2 separate regions of the Rattus norvegicus genome follow, and region 1 is linked to region 2. Evidence: chromatin contacts called from public Hi-C data. All regions are on one chromosome and are shown on one strand. Each heading gives the region's core, a stretch centred on a gene start, on an enhancer-like site or on the middle of the called end of the contact. The rest is flanking DNA. Distances are from core to core; before and after follow the strand shown. Region 1 overlaps Csnk2a2 (casein kinase 2 alpha 2). Region 2 holds the start of Csnk2a2 (casein kinase 2 alpha 2).

Region 1 (2,700 bases), core at 99-2,598, 40 kb after region 2:
TTGGGCCCTGAGCTCAGGCATTTGTAGAAGTCCCTCTCCACCACTACGTGCAGCACACACGTGGGTGTGTGTGCCTGCTGTCATGTGGCTGATGGCACAGGTCTTCCGTGATGTAGTTTTTTTCCCTAACTGATCCCCCTTGATTGGAGAAGAGCTGAAAAGCTTGAAGGCTGTGTAATTTCTTAACATGCGTGGGCAGCCTTGTGACTTTTAAGCAGTGGAAAGAACCCTTTCCCCAAAGTAACTGAGACAGCTTACTAGATGCCAAGTGCTTTCCACATTGTGATCAATAAAATCCTGTCACTGGCCTCTCAACCGCTCACTTTACCACGATGGGTATGGAGGAGACCAGGCTGGACAGCTTGGTTGTTTGCAGAACCCAGTTGAAAATTTGAGCCCACTTGCAGCCCTACAATGATAGTGGCCTTTTCCCCTGAACAAATACCAAGTCCTCTGATTCCAAAACTCAAGACCTCCTCGGTAAATGTGTCAGATCTGAGAAATGGGCTGGATCTGTTGTCTGGCTTGCAGGATGGTCACCAGGCATCTGCCTAAGCACCTACACTTGAAGGACAGGGCAGAATAGATTGTGACATGTGGCCAGAGTTTCTCTCAGAAGGTCAGGCCGATGGCTACCTTTGTTGGGGGTCAAAGAACAGGAAGAGGATACTTCAAGGCCTGGGCTCATGCTGCGAGTGTCCCATCAAGTGTCGTGGAGAAAACAAGCTTACATCTTGTCCCCAGCCCTGTCCCAAGTGGCCTACCTCACTCTGGCTCAGATTGATTAATGCCCTCTTTCCCCTCCTCCCATCTCTCCCCAGGTCTGTTGCGGTTCCTCCCACTTTTCCATAAGCAGAACAAGAACCAAATCAAAACGTCTTAACGCGTGTAGCGAGATCACGTCCCGAGAGCAGACACAAAATGGTGGCAGGCTTGGCGAACAGGAACTAGACCACCCGAAGGGCAGCCCACCACCGTAAATCAGACCTCACTTCCGAATGTAAAAGGTTCACATGCCTTTGGCTTCCTGTTGACTTCCTCCTGACCCAGAAAGCATGGGAAATGTGAAGGGTATGCAAAAATGGTTGTTGGTTACTGTTGCTCTCCGTGCCCTCGACCCATCCCGTGGCTGCCTGTTGCTCCAGCAAACCCCAAGGACTAGCTGACCACAGACCACAAATGGGATGGGGGCAGTGTATGGCATGGTGGGCAGTTACATATTATTTTAAAAGTATATATATTATTGAATAAAACGTTTTAAAAGAAGTGGATGGAGCGTATTCAGTGTGGAAGGGGCCATTGACCAAGACCTGTGGACAGAGAGGACTGAGTCATCAGTGCACTTGTGCCAAGTTCTAACTAGAGGGAAGCAGGGCCAGGGCGGCATGTTGTCAGACAGAGTGAACAGTCTGGCTTCTACATAGGCTGGGAGAGCTGGGCCGTGTCTTGACTGCAGTCCCCATCGTGTGTCCACCCTTACCTCTTCCAAATGAGTGGCTCAGTATTTGAGGGGGATAAATGCCCCCATGGTGACTTCAGGAGAATGCTGTAAGCTGCCCTTTGCAGTTTCTTTGCTCATGCCTCAACATTTCCTATTACTCAGTTACGCCTACTCCCTTCTGAAGAAATGCCTTAGTCCTGGAGGCAGGTTGAAATCTAACCAATGGGAAGGAGGGATCAAGCCACAGCTACTGCTTCCTGCCCTCATGCTCCCTGGAAAGATAGAGGAGAGCAATTCTCACATGTGTGCATGCGGAAGCCGTTAACAGGAAACTGCCAGTTTACAGAGCCCTTTCAATGTCCTCCGAGGATTGATCCCAGCACGGCTGTGCAGGTGGTGTAAACACAGCTGGGGGTCGGCTAGCCACTGGCCATTCTCACACTGCCTATGGAGCACAGAGGCCCTAGCAGGTTTGGGTGCCAGCTTGCTCCTCAAAGGGCCACTGTCTCTGGACTCATCTGCCACTGGTTCTGAATGCCATGTGACTCTGAGTGTGAACACTCACAGTATTAAAGTGATTATGTGGGAAGGAAATAACGGGCCCATGAGGGCCACCATGCTGTCAATGCCCTTTGAACCCATTTCCATCAGATCCAGTCAGCTCAGCTGGTGTGAAAACATACCCCACCCCACCCTCCAGTGGACACCAGCAAGTACCCTCCAGACCACTGACCATAGACCAAAAAGCCAATGGGCTACAAGTACCTTGCCTTGGTTTCTTTTTGTTTGCTTGCTTGAGGCAGGGTTTCTCTGTAACCTTGACTAACCTGGGAACCACTCTAGACCAGTCTGCCTCTGGAGTGCTGGGATTAAAGGTGCCTGCCTTGCCCTGGCTTACTGTTCTCAAGCTGTCTCCAGGGAGCCTTGTCAATGCAAGGCTCTAGAAAGTCCAGCATTAGTAGCTCATCAGTGTTCTTGAGGATGTACACAGTGGGTATGTGCTTCCTCCACAGACCTGTGCACAGTCCAGGCCCTGTGCAGATGTGCAGGGTCTCTGTGCTGGACAGACGGGTGTGGAGATCCAGCAGTGCTCATAAAGAACTCGGAAGGTTAACTTAATCCTTGGGCTTTTCCTGCTTTTTAACCCTAGTTCTTTGTTTCCCACCGTGGAAGTCATACTTTTCAGAAATCCCAGGCCTATCAGATAGATACTCTTGGGTTTTGTGGGTGGCAGGAAAGGAAAAGACGGAAGGGAAAGG
Region 2 (2,700 bases), core at 122-2,621:
TGGTCTCATCTAGAAAACAGTGGTGGGGGTAATTAGAAGTCAGAACAACCTGGGTTGGGAGAGGAGATCCTTGTTGATAAAGAAATGGACAGGAGGGGGCTGGAGAGATGGCTCAGAGGTTAAGAGCACTGACAGCTCTTCCAGAGGTCCTGAGTTCAACTCCCAGCAACCACATGGTGGCTCACAACCATCTGTATTGGGATCCAATGCCCTCTTCTGGTGTGAAAAAAAAAATATGGACAGGAGAACAAGATAGTCAGGGACCCCAGGAAATCAAAGACTGTTCAAAGCTTGTATGTTCACCAACCCTTAGTCTCTCCTTCGAGGCCGAACTCCTCACTCCCCAGTTCTCCCTCCTCTCAAACAAATAAACAAAAATGCATATTTACAGTCTTAAATTATGTCCCACAAACGACTGGTTCAATACAAAGGGAAAAAAAACCAATAATTTTATGGGGAAACTACCCAGCGGACTCTAGTTTAACCAAGTAGCCTAAAAGATGACTCAGTGGGCTACCAGGGGAATTGGACGGGGAACTGAGAGGATAGGGTAGATCTAGTAGTAGACTGGTTCTGCATGGAAGTTCTCTGCCTCTTGGGGTTGAAGGCGGGGAAATCTGTGGATAGCAGGGTGGAGTCTAGAGGGGGAAAGAGGAGTGAGGAAGGGAGACAGTTTGAGGTGAGGATTCTTGGGTTTAAAGCAAATCAGCTCAGGGCCAGTATAGGAGGTCTTGGTGGTTGACACGAGGTGACTGGACTGAGGGGCGATGCTAAAAGCGGCGCTAGTCGAGGGCAAGGGCTCCTAAGGGGTGACCTGCGGGTGGGCAGGCAGACTACCACTCTGCTTGGCGGGTGGCGAGATCGCTGAGGGGGCGGGCGCCGGCCACAGTCCCCCGGCACTGTAGGGGGCGCTGTGGGCAGGGGCGGGCTGGGGCTGGGCGGTGGCCGCTCCTGGCGAGCTCGGCCCCTTTTCCGGGTTTCCTCCGCCTCCTCCTCCTCCCTCTTCGCCGCCGCCGCCGCCGCTGCCCCTCTCCCGGCCGGTGGCTGCCGCTGCCGCTGCCGCTGCCGCCACCACCGCCTCTGGGGGCCGCGAGCCGAGCGGAGGCCGCCGCGGAGCACGAACCCCGCCGTCCCGCCGGCTGCCGAAGGCCCCGGGCCGGCTTGGCCGGCGCCTCCCGCGCCCCCGGCCCGAGCGTCCGTCCGTCCGCCCGCCCCCGCGGGCCCGGCCTGGCGCGGACGCCCGCCGCCGCCGCGCTCCTCCTCCTGCTCGGGCGGTCCGCGGCCCGCCGCTTCCCGCGCCTGCCGCCCCGCGCTCCGCGCCGCGCCGCCGCCGCCCTCGGCGCCCCGCGGCGCCCCCCGGTCCCGCCCGCCATGCCCGGCCCGGCCGCGGGCAGTCGGGCCCGGGTCTACGCCGAGGTGAACAGCCTGAGGAGCCGCGAGTACTGGGACTACGAAGCCCACGTCCCGAGCTGGGGGTAAAGCCGCCGCCGGCCGCCCCCCGCGCGAACCGCACCTTGCCGGCCGCTCGGCCTCGGGGCTGGCAGGGAGGCCCGACCCCGGCCGCACGTGTCCCCGGCCTCTCCTGTCCGCCCGGCCTCGGTCCCCGGTCCCCGGCTCAGCAGCCGGTGGGGAGAAGCGTAGGGTCAGGGTGGGGGCGGCCCTTCCTCCTCACACTTTGGGCTTCCTATGGGATGGGAAGTCCATGTCTGTCCTCTTGAGCTGTTAAAATCTCTACCTTTTTACTTTCTGAAATGAGGCTGGGAGGGAGGAACATTTTGAACATGGCCCCCCTAGAGGGTGTAAAATGGGAGGCAGGTGCTGTGGAGCCCCGGGCAGGCGGGCACCCCAGTACTACCAGGGGGATACCTTGCTCAGTCCACTTAACAGGGCTCATAAGGCCTCATAGCTGCCTTTTCTCCCTGTGCTTAGAGTCAGTGAGGTTAAGAGCTCTGCAGAATGACGGGAGCCAAGCTTCTGTGTGGCTTTCATTTAGAGAATGAGTCGAGGTGTGATGTCAGGAATACTTTGATTAGCTGGACTTGGTGGATGGATGTATAGTGGACATACGCTTGCTTAATCCCAAATCCTGGCATTTATGTACAATATCTCTTGCCTTTCACAGTAATCAAGATGATTACCAACTGGTTCGAAAACTTGGTCGGGGCAAGTATAGTGAAGTATTTGAGGCCATTAACATCACCAACAATGAGAGGGTGGTTGTAAAAATTCTCAAGGTGAGTGTACTACAGCGGCATGTAACCTTTTACCCCCACAGGGCCAAAGGACCAGCTATTCCAGAATAAGCGGCTCCAGCTCTTGTGTATCTTCTGCAGCACTCCTACCCCATTTTTCCTGTGAGCTTTTGAGAAAATGTGCAGGCTGGTCTTAACGCTGACTTTGATAGGTCAGGAACACTTAAGGTGTAAATTCTGAACTTCTCAAACAAATATGTGAGAGGGGTTGTATCTGATATGAAACAAAGAGATGTTTGCAAGAAAGAAAAGCATTTGCATGTATCATGTCCGTGTAGGGCTCCTAAAATGTACTAGTTACTCTCTGCTCCCAGTTACTCCAGAAAGAAAGTTGTCCAAACAAAACATAACTGGGGTCTTCTCAGAGATAAGTTTAAAGCCAAAAATGCAGGGCAACTCCCCCCAGTTGATAGTTTTGTTTCATTTAGAAGTAAAGTTTCAGGTGGGC

The links. A called contact is a pair of places that touch in the nucleus more often than the background predicts.
Region 1: a contact with region 2 is called in a Hi-C map of Schwann cells, with 1.8 times the contacts expected there. The contact joins the enhancer-like site here to the promoter of Csnk2a2 in region 2.

Annotation. Positions count from the first base shown.
Region 1 is chr19:9,600,868-9,603,567 of GRCr8, forward strand. Csnk2a2 (casein kinase 2 alpha 2) reads left to right here. Exons shown (of 12, transcript NM_001107409.1): 12 at 822-1,269. Among named protein-coding and RNA genes, the nearest start is that of Cfap20, 13 kb to the right of the region's middle. Within about 2 kb of position 1,349, at least 28 of the 93 cell types and tissues checked have an H3K27ac peak or open chromatin away from gene starts, as enhancers often do. A contact at or near this core is called in Schwann cells, where this site is marked.
Region 2 is chr19:9,561,345-9,564,044 of GRCr8, forward strand. It overlaps Csnk2a2 (casein kinase 2 alpha 2), which reads left to right and starts at 1,372. Exons shown (of 12, transcript NM_001107409.1): 1 at 1,372-1,475; 2 at 2,123-2,234. The coding sequence starts at 1,372.